Regions from separate parts of the Sus scrofa genome. Here region 2 is linked to region 1. Evidence: chromatin contacts called from public HiChIP or PLAC-seq data. All regions are on one chromosome and are shown on one strand. Each heading gives the region's core, a stretch centred on a gene start, on an enhancer-like site or on the middle of the called end of the contact. The rest is flanking DNA. Distances are from core to core; before and after follow the strand shown. Region 1 has its middle 15 kb from the start of TEX44. Region 2 overlaps DIS3L2 (DIS3 like 3'-5' exoribonuclease 2).

Region 1 (6,915 bases), core at 1,480-3,979:
ACCCAGGCAGGGCGGGGTCTGCGCCCAAAGCAGGGCTCCCCAACTTGGCTCCCCGCTGCCCGGGTTTTCTCCCCACTCCTGCCCAGGAGGCCCCTGGACGCCAGGCTTTGTCTGACTTATAAACGCTCTCCTGGGTAAACTCCCTGAAGAAAAGCGCTTCTGTTTGTAGCAGTCTGGCCCCGCACTGTCACCCTCACTGGCACACAGTAGGCGCTCAGCATGGCCTTCCTGTGGGCCCGTGGACATTCACTCCCCTTCCAGAGTACATGAGATGCCTCTGGCACTCGGAACCCCTTGTCAGGTTGGGATCTCCAGCGCCTTGGAACCTGTCCTCCTGGCCTGGTGAGAGCAGATCAGCAGGTCAGGTTCCATAATGTGGGGGTCACAGTACAAAAATAAAATGAGAGGCCCCTTGTTCAAAAATGACTGCGGGAGTTCCCCTGTGGCACAGTAGGTTAAGGATCTGGCTTTTGGCACTGCAGCGGCTGGGGTCACTGCTGTGGTGTGGGTTCAATCCCTGGCTGGGGAACTTCCACATGGCATGAGTATGGGGGAAAAAAAGAAAAAGAAAAATGAGCGCAGGACAAGGGAAAAGCTAGGGAACAGACCCTCGTCCTGCCCACTGAGAGTAAACTGCGAGAGTGAAAGTGACAAGTACATGTGTAAACTGAGGCAGGTGGCACCAGTCACAGAGGAGGGAGGCTGAGGTTCCGAGCCGGAGAGGAAGGAGGTGAGGGACAAGACACTGCGGGAGCAGAGAGAACGTGACGGGTGAGAAGGCAGTGACCTAAATTTGGGCCCAAGACCTGGCCCAGGCCAGCCTGGGGGACCCTCGGGACTCAGCCGTGTAACTAGGTCTCAGGACTTAAGTGACACAGTCTATCCAGGCCTCTCAGGCTCCTCCCTCCTAATGGTACCTGTCACAACAGGGTAACACCCAAGCCTCTGACAGCCTGTCTCCAGGCCAGGCTGGACTCAGAGACACGGTATCTGAACCCAGGCCACAGAGAACAAGCTGAGCATCCAGAGCAGCTGTTGGCGAAGGAGCCAGGGCGCCCTGCCTGTCCCACCCAAGCCAGGCATCTGCCCCCTCCGGGCAAATCTTCATGTCTCTTATCAACAGTCTGACAGCTTGGATGGCAGGCGGCATCTGGCCTCTCTCAGAGAGTGGCCCCGGGGCTGGCTTTCCCGGGCAGTGCGTCTCCACAGCCCGATCCTCTCTTGAAAAGAGCCTCCAGCTCTCGTCCTCTCCTCCTCTCTGGACGAACCCGACTCTGTGATCTCAGTTTCACACACAGGACCTGTTCAAGGACTCACCCGGGGAGTTCCCCTTGTGGCTTAACAGGTTAAGAACCTGACTAGTATCCTTGAGGACACGGGTTCAAACCCTGGCCCTTGCTCAGTGGGTTAAGGCTCCCTCATTGCTGCAAATGGCTCAGAGCTGGCTTTGCTGCGGCTGTGGTGTAGGCCGGCAGCTACAGCTCGATTCGACCCCTATCCTGGGATTTCCATATGCCGCAGGTGTGGCCCTAAAAAAAATAAATAAATAAAAGGAGTCACCCAGGTCCACTTCTCCTCCCACCTCTCCCAGATGGTCTCTGGGAAACGATCCTGGCCCGAGGAACCAGAGCTGGTGAGCAGAACCAGCTACCTAACATATGGCGCCCAAGTGCAAAACGAAAACACAAAGCCCCTTGTTCAAAAAGTACCAAGAACATCAAGACAGGGACCGTGAGCTGTGGTGTAGGTCGCAGACACGGCTCGGATCTGGTGTTGCTGTGGCTGTGGTGTAGGCTGGCAGCTACAGCTCTGATTCAACCCCCAGCCTGGGAACCTCCATATGTCGAGGATGCGGCCCTAAAAAGACAAAAAAAAAAAAAAAAAACCCAAAAGACAAAGGCAAAAAAAAAAATCTTTCCCTGTTGAAAGCACCTCTCTGGCTGCGGGGAAGAGAATGGATTCCCCGCATGTACCTCCCACCATTTGGCACGTTAGCCCCTTGGCCTGATTGTTAGTTTCAACCTGTGTTCGTGCGGCAACTTCTCTGCTGCTTAAAGTTGGAAGCCAGCCCTCGGACTGTTTGGATCCTTACACTGCCTTGCATTGAGTAGGTGCTCAGTAAACACTGCCAGATGGATCAGCTGACACCTTTGTTTCTGCAGGGATCTTCACGAGTCTTGCTTCTCAGACACGCATCAGCACCGCCTGGGAGCTGGTAGGAACTAAAGAATCCCAAGCCCCACACAGACCTCCTCCATCAGAATCTGCAATTCTGCAGGGTAACAAGATCTTCCAGAAATTTGCATACATGGGAAGGTTTGAGAGGCACACACTTCTAGAGAGTAGAATAACCAGAGGACCAGACCAGGAGGTGTGGGAAGGAGGAGGGGAGCCAGGAGGCAGGTTTGGGTGCATACAGTGGGCTCATCTAAGGATCGCTGTTACGAGTGGCAATCTCCCTGGGTCACTGAGTCTGAGTAATAAAGCTCTCTTCTATGTGGCAGACAATGGTTTCTCAATCGTTTATATGCATTAACTAATTTAGCCTTCACTACAGCCCTAGAGAGTGGTACTATTCGGATCATTGTGTCCATACTGCAGGTACAAACACTGAGGCCCAAGGAGGTTGAGATTATTCCAGAATCTTCAGCAGGTACACACATATGGCTGTACCTGGTGTTTAGGGCAGGGTCTGTTCTGATTGGTCCCTGCCTGTCCTACTGGTTATTCAATGTTTTGAACGTTGCTCTGGTTACACAGCTGGATGGAGGAGGCAGGATCCAAACCAGTCCACTGGGCTGGAGCCGCACTCCAAATCACGATCTTTTATCCGTCTAGCGCCATCGCCACCTAGAAACAGCACGCCTCAGGGACAAGCAATGTGTGTCGAAGTGCTTCGTAAGCTGGGCAGCGCAGTATAAATGCCAAAGGGATTCCTCCGCAGCAGAAGTGAAAGAAGCCTGTGAAAATAGGAGAAGCTGGGCTGTGTGAGGGCAGAGGAGAGTCTGCTGCGGAGAAACAGGATTCTCTGTGCTTGCTCAAGGGAGTAACTGAGGCAAGAAGGAAAAACTTCCCCGAGGAGAGCTCCAGGATCCGCGCAGGGAGGCTGGACTCGCCAGAGCCCAGCAGGCGCTAAGCAGATTAGCCCAGGCGTGTCCTCGCAGACGGACTGCGCCCTCCTGATATCACCCACCAGGGGGCGCTGCTCCCCAGCCTTCGTCCCACTGGACCCCACCTGCTCTCGGGAAACTAGGACTTGGAAGGAGTCCTAGTGAGCAAGCACCAGGGACTTTGAGAAGTGGAAAAGGAGGGAAGGCAGGATGGAATGGGGGCTTATACCACTTTCAATCCCCAAAACACCCCTACGGAGGAGCTCTTGTGCCTACAGATGAGCAGCATCTTTGAGGCCCAAAGATGCTGGGTAAGATCCCCCAAACCAGGAAATTAGAGAGAAGCAGGGCTAGGTCATTTGATTCCAACCTCACTTCCCAAGGGGACCACAAGTACATGGCAGCCCGTCTGACCCCGTCCTGTTGCTGGTGTACCTGCTTCTCTGGACCCCGTTTTCTGAGTGGAGGCTAGAGCCCCTGCGGCAACTGTACTCCCACAACAGTTTCAACAGCCAGGGTTCATAAATGTAGCCCTCTTCTTGAACTTGAAACTTTTGAGGTTGTGGGCTTCTGCTTCATTGTGTCTGGCTTTCAGGAATCCCACACCTGCCACCCCAACCCAACAGCCTCCCCATTCAGGCAAAACCTGGGGTCTCTTCTGCTCCAGAATCTGGCCCTGGGCCCCCAGAACCAGGTCCTCGTCTGCATTTCCATTGGAGCCTGTGGCTGGGGCCAAACCAGGCACCCAAAGTTTTTTTCTCTGCTCCTACCAACTCCTTTTATGGCCTCTGGGGCCAGTTCCTTCTTCATAATAAGTCATAACTGGAAAAGGCCTCTGAAGTCACTGAGTCCAACTTGCGCCAACACTTTCCTTTTCTAAAGAAAGAAAAAAAAATGTCCTTACGCCTCCCGGTCTCCAGGCAGGTTCCAAAGACAAAGACAGCGCGGCAGCGTTCTGCGTGAGAAGCAAACTCCAGCCCGGGGATGGGACCTGGGCACGCACCTGTAAAGTGGGGGTGGGGGGACCCTAGCCTCTGTTTCTTCTAAGACCCTCGCCCCCAGCTCCTAGGGTTCTGCCACTAGCCGCGGGGACCAGCTAACGAGCCTCTAATTCGGCCCCCCTCGGTAGGACACTTTCCTCGCCTCCGTGCTGGGAGCTGGGGGCAGCTCGCGTGTCTAGCCGCACGTGCGTGTAAGTGATCATGTGTATGCAGAGGCGTGTGAGCCGCCGCACACGCGTCCGCGCCATTGCCTGGGTCTGTGCGCGCCCCCTATGGGCCAGCCGCCACCCGCTGCCGCAGCCGCCAAGTGGCGGTGTGCAGCGCCGCGTGTACCCGGCGTGCGCCGGCCGGGCCACCCTCCCCTCCCGGCCGAGAGCCTGGCGGGCAGCACCCGGAACCAGGACGCTTCTGGTTCTCGGTCCGCAGGCCTCCCCTTCCCGCCCAGCATTTTCTGTTTTCCCGGGCCTCCTCTCCGCCGGCGAGGAGCGCTCCGGGGCGGGGTCCGAGAGCAGCCCCACCCGGGCGGGCCGCCTAGGGTGGCAAGGGTGGCAAGGCTGGCTGGCGCGCGCCGCCCCTCCCCTGCCGCCCCCGCCCCGGCGCCCCGATGGGTTTTTCCATGACTGCATCCGGCCGCGGGCCGTCTTTGTTCCCGCGTCCCCGGCAGTGCCTGCGAGCGGGCCCGCCTCTCCCGAGCGCGCCGCAGGGCTCAACAGGAGCTTGGCAGAGCCGCCTCCCCGTCCCCGGTCCCCCCCGCCCGGGCTGAGCGGCACCCCCAGCGGGACTCCGAAGTCCCTTGCGGAGGAGCCAAGCTCTCTCCAGACGCACCGCTCTGGCCGTCCAGTCCCCGCCGCCAAGGCCTGCGGCCCCTAAGCCCCATATTTGTGCGCAAAGTTGACGGTCACCCGGCCCGAGTGCCTCTGCGCTTCGTGAGGCGCCCTTGGCGACCCCAGTTCCTCTGGGGCGGCACGTTAGGGAGCCGGGGGTGGGGGGCGGTCAGGCGGGTTCAGTGTCCGCAGAGCCCGAGCCGGGCTGCCTCTGCCTCCAGCTGATATGATACCCTCATGTTTCTCCCAAGGGGCGGGCGGCGCAGACGGGCACCCAGGCGCGCGCGCAGCCCGGCGCAGCCGGAGATCGCCGTACGAGGCCACCACGCGCGGGCATCTCCGGGGCAGAAAGTCACCCGCCCCTGCGGGAAATTGGGCACACTAGCGGACAGAAAGCACCAGAGCGCGGGGGACCCCTCTGTGATCCTGGAACCGCCCCCCGCCTCAGGGAGGAAGGAGAGAGGGGCCTGCAGAAAGGGGGGTGGAGTGAGAGGGGCGGGGGAGGCCCGAGGGAGTGAGGACAGGCCCGCGATCCCCATGAGCCCCACGGGGACTGTGTGTCCGAAGCCCGATCCTGCCCTGTCCACGCTGAGCTGCGTTCAGTTTGTTTGTGTCTGCGCGCCAAGGGAACCAATTTTCCGGCCATGCTGGCGGGAAAAGTGCAAGAAACTGTGTGTGCAAGAAACGGAGTGAGGCTTGCTGAGCTCAGCCAGAGAAGCCAGACTCCCACGGCGGCGTCCAAGCTGGGGTACAGGGGTGAGGGGGCCGTCCTCGAAGAGGAGGGGAGTCCTCGATGAAGACCGTGTCTGGCTCTGTGGGGTTTTTGGAATCCCTGGCGGGTCCCCTCCCTGCAGACTGACCACCGGAGGCAGCGTCCATTGGAGGAGAGGATGGGAGAAGGATGGAGGGGAAGCGCCGCCCAGATCCATGGAGGCCCAGAGCCCTCTTGCTGTGGCGAGTGGGAGAGAAGGGAATGTCCCTAGATCCCTTGGAGTGGCGGCTCCTTTCCCCCTGCGGCATTATCTTGTTTCCTAAGCCGTCATGGGGGAGCCCAAGTCTTCTGAACGGGCCTTTTCTCCAGGTGTGTCTTTTTTTTTTTATCCTTTTAGGGCCGCACCTGCTGGATATGGAGGTTCCCAGGCTAGGGGTTGGGGTTGAATTGGAGCTACAACTGCTGGCCTACACCACAACCACAGCCACGCCAGATCCGAGCCACATCTGTGAACTACACCACAGCTCATGGCAACACCGGATCCTTAACCCACTGAGCAAGGCCAGGGATTGAACCCGTGTCCTCATGGTTCCTAGTTGGGATCATTAATCAATGAGCCATGAGGGGAACTCCCTTTATTTTTTATTTATTTTTTATTTTTCAGGAGTGTCTTTGTCAACTGTGCCCACTTTTTCCCTGTGCGGGGTCCCTTCCCCTCTTCTCTGCTCTCTGAGGCGGAACCTCGCCTACCCCTTACCCCCCAGCTGTCCCATTAGGAGGAAGTTTTGGTCCCTGAGCTCCCTCCTGCTCATAGACCAACTCAGACGCTCTTGCCCTTGTAGAGGTGGTGGAAGGTTCCAGAAGCTGAGACAGCTTCTCCTTTCTTCTCTCCACACCCTGCACAGGGATGCAAGTCATGTTTAAACTCTTAGTCAATACGAGTGACTCAAATGGTAAACCACGCGGTTTCTGCCTGTCCTTGGCCAGGTTTGGCAGTGAGGAGAGCAGGTTAGAGAAGCCAAGAGCACTGGCATCCTTTGTCCTCCACTGTCCCGTCCACCATGACACTTCAGTCTCCATGTTCTTGCTCTGGTTGAGGATCCGAAGCCCTGGCCTTAACCATTCTCCTTCAGTTTTCCCATCTATAAAATGGGGTTACTAATGGTGCCTGCCCCCCAGGGTGTGGTCCTATGGCTTAAATAAATTTATATAAATTTAAATGAACTTTATGTACAGAGCCTGGCCTATAGCAGTTACTAAAGAAGCGT
Region 2 (6,358 bases), core at 218-2,717, 610 kb after region 1:
AACCCTCATGCAGTCTGCCCAGCTATTTCCCAAGGTGGTTTCACAGCCAGATGGCTTCCCCGCCAGGACACGTCCCACCTGTGCCTTGCACCCGTCCTTCTCCTCCTGGGGTCCCCCGCGCAGTGCCCGTAGGAGGTCGGTGTGTCGGGGCTCAGGCCCCACTGCTCCAGCTGATTCCCACAGTGGGCAGAGAAGCAGCCCCCGGGCAGCTTGCTGCACCCCCTGTGGGCCTCCCTCCACGGGCCCAGCTGCCCACTCAGCTGCCCACCGGCTGGCCCGAGGTGGCATTGCTGCGCTGGGGCCGGGGCGGGAGAGAGACACACGCTCTCCCTTTGTGGCAGAGAAGCCACCACTGACCTAAAGCACTGGGATTCCCATTCCAGATGGACACATGAGCTGCCCTTCCTCCGCTCACAGCACCAGGCCTGGCCCCCCCTCCCGTCACAAGATGGGGACAGAGGACAGACCTTAGAGTCACAAAGCCCAGTCTCCAGACCACAGCCCCGCCACATTCTCTCATCTCCATGGTCACTGTCCTTGGCTTCTCAGACACTCGGTTTCCCTCTGCATAGATTTAGGGCTGACCTGCCACTTCCCATGCGGGGTTTTGTGAGGACTCAATGAAATAATGTGCCCAGAAAGCCTGGCCTGAGACCAGCCTGTGGTGGCCGTGTGGTGGGGGGGGTGGCCCTGCCCAAGGGGAGCTGCTCCCCAGAGGCCCTGGGGCCAAAAGTGTCTCGGAGGTGAGCAAAGCACGCTCAAATGCTCAGGAACGCCTGCCTTTGTGCCTTGTCCTCTGCTACCCAGCTGCCTTTTGTCGTGTGTGCGGCAGGGGGGGACCCGTGTATCCAGAACACACTTCTCTCTCAAATATTTGGGGGCCTAAAGCCTAATTTCCAAATCAAAAGTGACCAACAAGTGGTCATCGTCAGTGATGGCCTTGCCAGCCCCTACGGAGCTTATCCAAGCTCTGTCCTTTATCCTAGGCTGCAGAACCAGCCCCTGCTGCTGGGCTGGGGTCCACGCGGGGCAGATAAGCCATTGGAGGGCCCTATGGTGGCTCCCAGAGGTGGCCTGGCTTCTGTGCGTCTTGGCTGCACCTCCTCTGGTCAGCGGTTCTAATTCCAGTTAGACAGCAGCGAGGAGTGGCAGAAGCCATGTGTGTCCCCACCGCAGTGGAGCCAGCAAGCCCTAGTGACCCAGCTCTGCCAGGCCGCTCAGCACAAACTGCGCCCCGGTTCTGCTTTGGGGGAGTTTTTTGTCCACCAGCTCAGCCCAGGGCCACTGCCCCACGCAGGCCTGCTGGTGCCTTGAAGAGCAGAGCCCTGAACCTCGGGAAGGGAGCGAGGCTTCTCCAGCTTTACGCTGACAAAGGGCTTTCTGCCTGTCAACCGGCTCCCCGCATGTCCCCTCCCCACTCCCTACCGCAGCCGCTGGGCCTCCCTTTGGCAGGGCCCCGGCCTCTCTGAAGCGGAGCCTCTGGAGACTTCCTCTAGAGCTAGAAAAACAAGCAGCTGAAACGTGCCTCCTGCTGCAGCTGGGCCCCGCCTGCTGAGCCTATAGAAAGGCCTGGAGTGGATTCAGCCTCCCCGAAGAGGAAACCTGGCTCCGGCCTCACCCACGGGGCCTGTTATGTCTGGCTCCAGAGGCCTGCTCCTCTGGGCTTTTCCGTGCCTGTGAACGCGGCCCCATTCATTTCCCTGCGGTTTCATGGGAAGGTCCAAAGCGCTCAGCAGGTTGCAGTCAGCCCAGGAGGAGAGGGGTCAGCGAGAGGCCCGAGCCGCAGCCGCAGCACCCTCGGCGCAGAGGCCTGCAGCAGGGTGCCTGCTGCCGTGGGTGGGCGCCCCCTCACCGCCCCCAGGCCACTCTGCCGGCAGCTCCCTCTCTCCAGGCCTCCCCCTTTCAGGCTCACAGGCCACCAGCTCCACCTCGCTCCCTCCCCCGCCCCAGCCCAGCTGCTCCCACTTCTGTCTTCATTGGCTCCAGACTTCCCACCTCCCCTGCTCCGACTCCCTGGGCCCTTGCATTTTCCCACCACATCCCACTCAATTTGGGGGCGCCAGGAGAGCAGCGGGTCCCCTCCAGGGTGGTCACAGCCTCGGGCTGTCAGCCGCAGTGAACCCCCCCCCGCCCCCCACCCGCTCGGGCACGCTGCTCTCAGGAGGGCCCAGCAGCTGCCTTCACGGCCAATGCAAAGCCCAAGGACTCCCGGCCCGCGGTGAGTGCCCAAGTGGGGAAAATGCCGTCTTTAGAAGAAATGGATTTGCCGCTGGCAGGGAGCAAATTCTTATCAAATTTCCAAGTTAGTAGTTTTCACCAGGAGCTAATTGAACTAGCTCCGTAAGTGGCCTGATTCCATTTGCATGAGACTCCGCAGAGCTGCGACAAGTGCCTGGTGGCTGAGGGGAAAGAGGCTGTTCTAGTCTCTCAGTTGGTTTTGGTCTTTGAAAAGCGATGCATTTTCAGGGTTGGGCGGCAGCCATGCCACTCTGCCCTGGCTGCCCAGCTCTGTGATCCTTTCCAAAGCCACCTTCTGAGCGTTCTGGGTGGGGAAGGGGTGGGCTGAGTCTCTCATCTGGTTAGGCTGGTAAAATGGATCTGGAAAGGGAACGTTGTGGAGGCCCAGCCCCTCTTGCCCGGCAGGGCGGAGAGGTCAGGGTCGAGGCGGAGGAGAGGCCCAGGCCTGGCAGGGCGGGACTGCAGCCTGCCGTCAGCATCAGCGCCGCGCAGGCCTGAGACCCCCGGCACATCACCAGCCGCCCCCCTCGTCTAAGGCAGTTCTAGGGGAGCGGAGAGCAACCAGCTCGGCGTGGCCAGCCCAACTCTGACCCCCGTCTGGACCGTGCCTGCCTTTGCCGCAGTTCAGAGACCAGCACCCCCCACCCAGGGCGGCCCGGGGAGGCTGCCCTGTGCCGAGGCCAGGTCCAGGGCCTCCTTTTGTTGACCTGGTGGGTGTAGGGCTCTCTCCTCTCTCCTGTGTCCAGTGGACTTGAGAAGACACTTTTGGGGACAGTCGTCAGGCAAGGCTTCCGGGTTACCCAGCTGATCCCCACTCGGGGGGGGTCTCCCCCAGGGTCCCCCTTCACAGGGGGCAGCGCAGAGCCCCCCCCCCTGCACCCAGCCCTGGAGGCCCACCTCCCTCCTGGAGCTCCCTCCCTCCCGCACTGGTCTCGCGCTCAGCCCCGGGTTCTTTCCTATTGGCTCCTCCTGAAAACGTACTCCGATCCTCTGGAAACCTCAGGCAATAACAGAAAACATTGCAGAGGCCTTTCTCGGTCCCTCTCAGACCAGCGCTTGCCTCTCTCACTGATAGTGTATTGCCAGGAGTCCACTCTTGACCGCCTCCCTCACCCTTGAATCTTTGGTTTTCAGAATCACCTTGCCCATCCCCACGGCCACAGCCACGCGCTCCTGCCAGCCAAGTCCAGCGGCCACCTCCAGGGCACTCCCCCGCCCCACTGCTGGGTTTGCACAACCACCCAGCGGGGCCTGGTTCCCTCTTCTCATGCCACTTTCCACTTCTCAGCCACCGCGTCACCCTCCGAGCTCCCTCCCACTTTGTCCCGCTGGGCCCTGTGACAGTCTTGCCCACTCCCAAGCTTGCCTGCGGCCCTGAGCTCTGGCCTGTCCTGCCCTTTCTGGCTGCCTCCTGCCAGCCCTGACTCTTCCCCCAGCTGCACCAGGCCTCTGCTCCGGGGTGCCACTGTCCCCCCATCCTGGGTCCGGCACCCAGGGCCCTGGGGGCCATGCTTGCCTGCCCCCACCCCCAGCCCTCGTCTCTCCTCCCTAGATCCCTTATTTTCCAGTCTTACTTGATGCGTTCCCTCCTCCGCACCTGTACTGTTGCGTCCCTTTCGTGTGGCCCTCCTCAGCCATCTCTTGGAAGTGACCTCGCATCTGCAGGCGTATTACCCCACTAGGGTGGGGCTCCCGGAGGGCAGGCCCAGGCTTTCTGGTGGCAGCAGTGTCCAGGGCATCACAGAGGCAACAGGGCCTTGAGGTCACGCAGACTGGTGATGACTCCCTGCCGCTGGTTGGGAGCAGGGGGACTTGGGCCTGATCACCTCTTTGCACCTTAAGCTCCCCATGCTTTAGAAGGGGATAAAAGCACCTCCTGGGCTCCAAGAGGCTTTCAGGGGCTGCACGTAGCCTGTCACCTGTGCCTAACGGGTGGCTCTTCACTGTCTCACCGCACCGACCCGCAGCAGCAGCTCCAAAAGGTTTGAGGGTGAGGAAGTGAACAAGCAATGAACGGCTGTAGGTGGGAGGCGCCTCACTCGGGGTTGGTTTAAAGCAAGGCCGCCAGTTTGCCGTGAGAGGGGAGCGGTGCCCCGTAGACGTGGCCTGGGGAGAGCCAGGAACGCAATTGCTTCTTTCTCATGTTTAGGAGAGAGGTCAGTGGAGCTCTTTTCCTAGGCAGAGCTTTATGATTTCAACAACTTCCAGCAGCAAGTGGTAGGGGTCAGAGGTATGTGCCTGAGGGCTGTTGCTACGCAGAAAAGGGTGTGGTGGCAGGGACGCAGCCCTCCAAGCGCCAGAATGTGCCCTGACCTGGAAATCTTTTCTTTATTTTGTATTTTTTTGGTCACAGCCATGACATGCAAAGTTCCCAGGCCAGGAATCAAACCTGAGTCACAGCTATAACCAGAGCCACAGCAGTGACAATCCTGATCCTTAACCTGCTTAGCCACCAGGGAACTCCATGGGAATCCTTGACCGTGCACAGTTGCCCAATGCCTGGCCCTGGGCCCGGGGTGGGTGGCGTGGAGTGGGGAGGAGAGGTACAGCCCGTGATGAAAGGGGTGATCACGGGGGGTGGGCCACCTGCTGTGATGGGATAGGAATGGGATGCCCAGGAAGCCCTGGGAGGCAGGGGCCCCTCATGCTGCCTCCCCAGAGGAGGGCGCATCCAAGAAAGAGAGATGGGAGGAGAAAGATTAGGAGTCCAGGGTCGGGAACAGCCGTGCCAAGGGACAGAAGCAAGAAAGAGCCCCAGGAATTCCCAGTGACTGCAGTGTGAGGGCTGGGGGACCCGGAGAAGGGCGAGGGGACCCCCCGGGCACAGGACAAGAGACGGCCAGCAAACCTCCTTTTCCTGGGAGGTGGAACTGGCCTGAGGACTGTGGTCGCCTCTGAAGGGCTTCGGGCAGGAGAGGGGCAGTGGTCGGATTTGCCCTCGAGAAAGAAAGCACCGCTCTGGGTGTGAAGATGAAAACAGCGGGACCGGCTGGGAGGAGGGAGGGCGGCCGGCTGGGGAGACGGAGGCCTGGACCAGGCAGTGGCATCGTGGCTGGAAGCCTCTGGCATCTCGCTGTGTTCGGCCCAGATCCCAGATCCTAGGGTTGGGGCACCCAGGCCAGTCACATCTGCAGCATGCCTGATAATAACGCGGTATTTAGTTAAGACCAGGCAGTTGTATACATTTTGTTTCCTGAACCTCCAGAGAGGTTCAGGAATGTATCTGCCGTCACACAGCTCCTGAGCGTCAGAGCCAGTACCCGCTGACCTCTCCTCCTCTCCAGTTGCCCTGGCCTGTGCGCATGGAGCAAGGAGGGAGGCGGGTCAGGACAGGTGAAGAGCAGACACCCCCCCACCTGCCCAAGCAGAGGGCCCTCTGTGACCACGGGCACACCCAGCTCCTTGATGGACAAGGATGGGCCGGCTTCCTCCAAAGGGGCAGACGTTTTAGCCCGTTTCTCATTTAGCCACCATCTGACCCCTTCCAAGTAGAGCAGCCTTTTCCAAAAATGGTCCTTTAAGATGAGATGCATGTGGGTGCAACCACCAGAGGGCAGCAGATCCCAGTAGCTCTATCTTGTCGTAGCTATTTTAGCATCTTAATGGCAAAGGGATGTCCTATAAAAAAAATTCATAAAATAATGCCCTAGCATTTCATATGTATTTGCACCTTTTTCTTTAACATTAACACACTCTGGCAAACACCATGCGAGACCAGTCATCTTGGCCACGTGAGGAGTGTGTGTGCTTGTGTGCCGGTTGCTTGTGGCCTTTACCTGCCTGCCCTCTGCCACAGCAGGTGAGGGACTCTGCCGCCTCTAGGCTTGTTCACCTCCTCCCTGGCAGTAGGTGCTGTCCCCTCCAGCACCTGGAGGCCCCGAGCTCAGGGAGGTGGGACTCTGGGGAGTGAGTGTTGCCCATGTTGTGTCCTGGCACGGCCCCCTGGTGGCCACTCACCTGTCACAGCAGAGCCCACCCCAGAGCTCCAGGGCTGTGGATCCCTGGTGGCCCTGAGCTTCAGTTGCTCCTCAGATGCCAGGCCTGGGACCAAGATCCCGTCTCTAAAGACATGGCTTGCTCTTCAGGAAGCTGATCATGGCTGGAGGCCGTTCCTGAACCC

Evidence for each region. HiChIP or PLAC-seq counts read pairs in DNA pulled down with a chosen protein or histone mark.
Region 2: an H3K27ac HiChIP or PLAC-seq map of alveolar macrophages shows a contact between it and region 1. The contact joins two enhancer-like sites. A contact is called at or near these places in 1 of 47 Hi-C or Micro-C datasets (embryonic fibroblasts) and 1 of 2 datasets of contacts at active chromatin or transcription factors (alveolar macrophages).

The regions. Positions count from the first base shown.
Region 1 is chr15:132,277,417-132,284,331 of Sscrofa11.1, forward strand. No RefSeq gene overlaps it. Among named protein-coding and RNA genes, the nearest start is that of TEX44, 15 kb to the left of the region's middle. Within about 2 kb of position 2,730, at least 53 of the 83 cell types and tissues checked have an H3K27ac peak or open chromatin away from gene starts, as enhancers often do. A contact at or near this core is called in alveolar macrophages, where this site is marked.
Region 2 is chr15:132,885,859-132,892,216 of Sscrofa11.1, forward strand. The region is part of intron 14 of DIS3L2 (DIS3 like 3'-5' exoribonuclease 2); the gene reads left to right. Among named protein-coding and RNA genes, the nearest start is that of ECEL1, 110 kb to the right of the region's middle. Within about 2 kb of position 1,468, at least 40 of the 83 cell types and tissues checked have an H3K27ac peak or open chromatin away from gene starts, as enhancers often do. A contact at or near this core is called in alveolar macrophages, where this site is marked.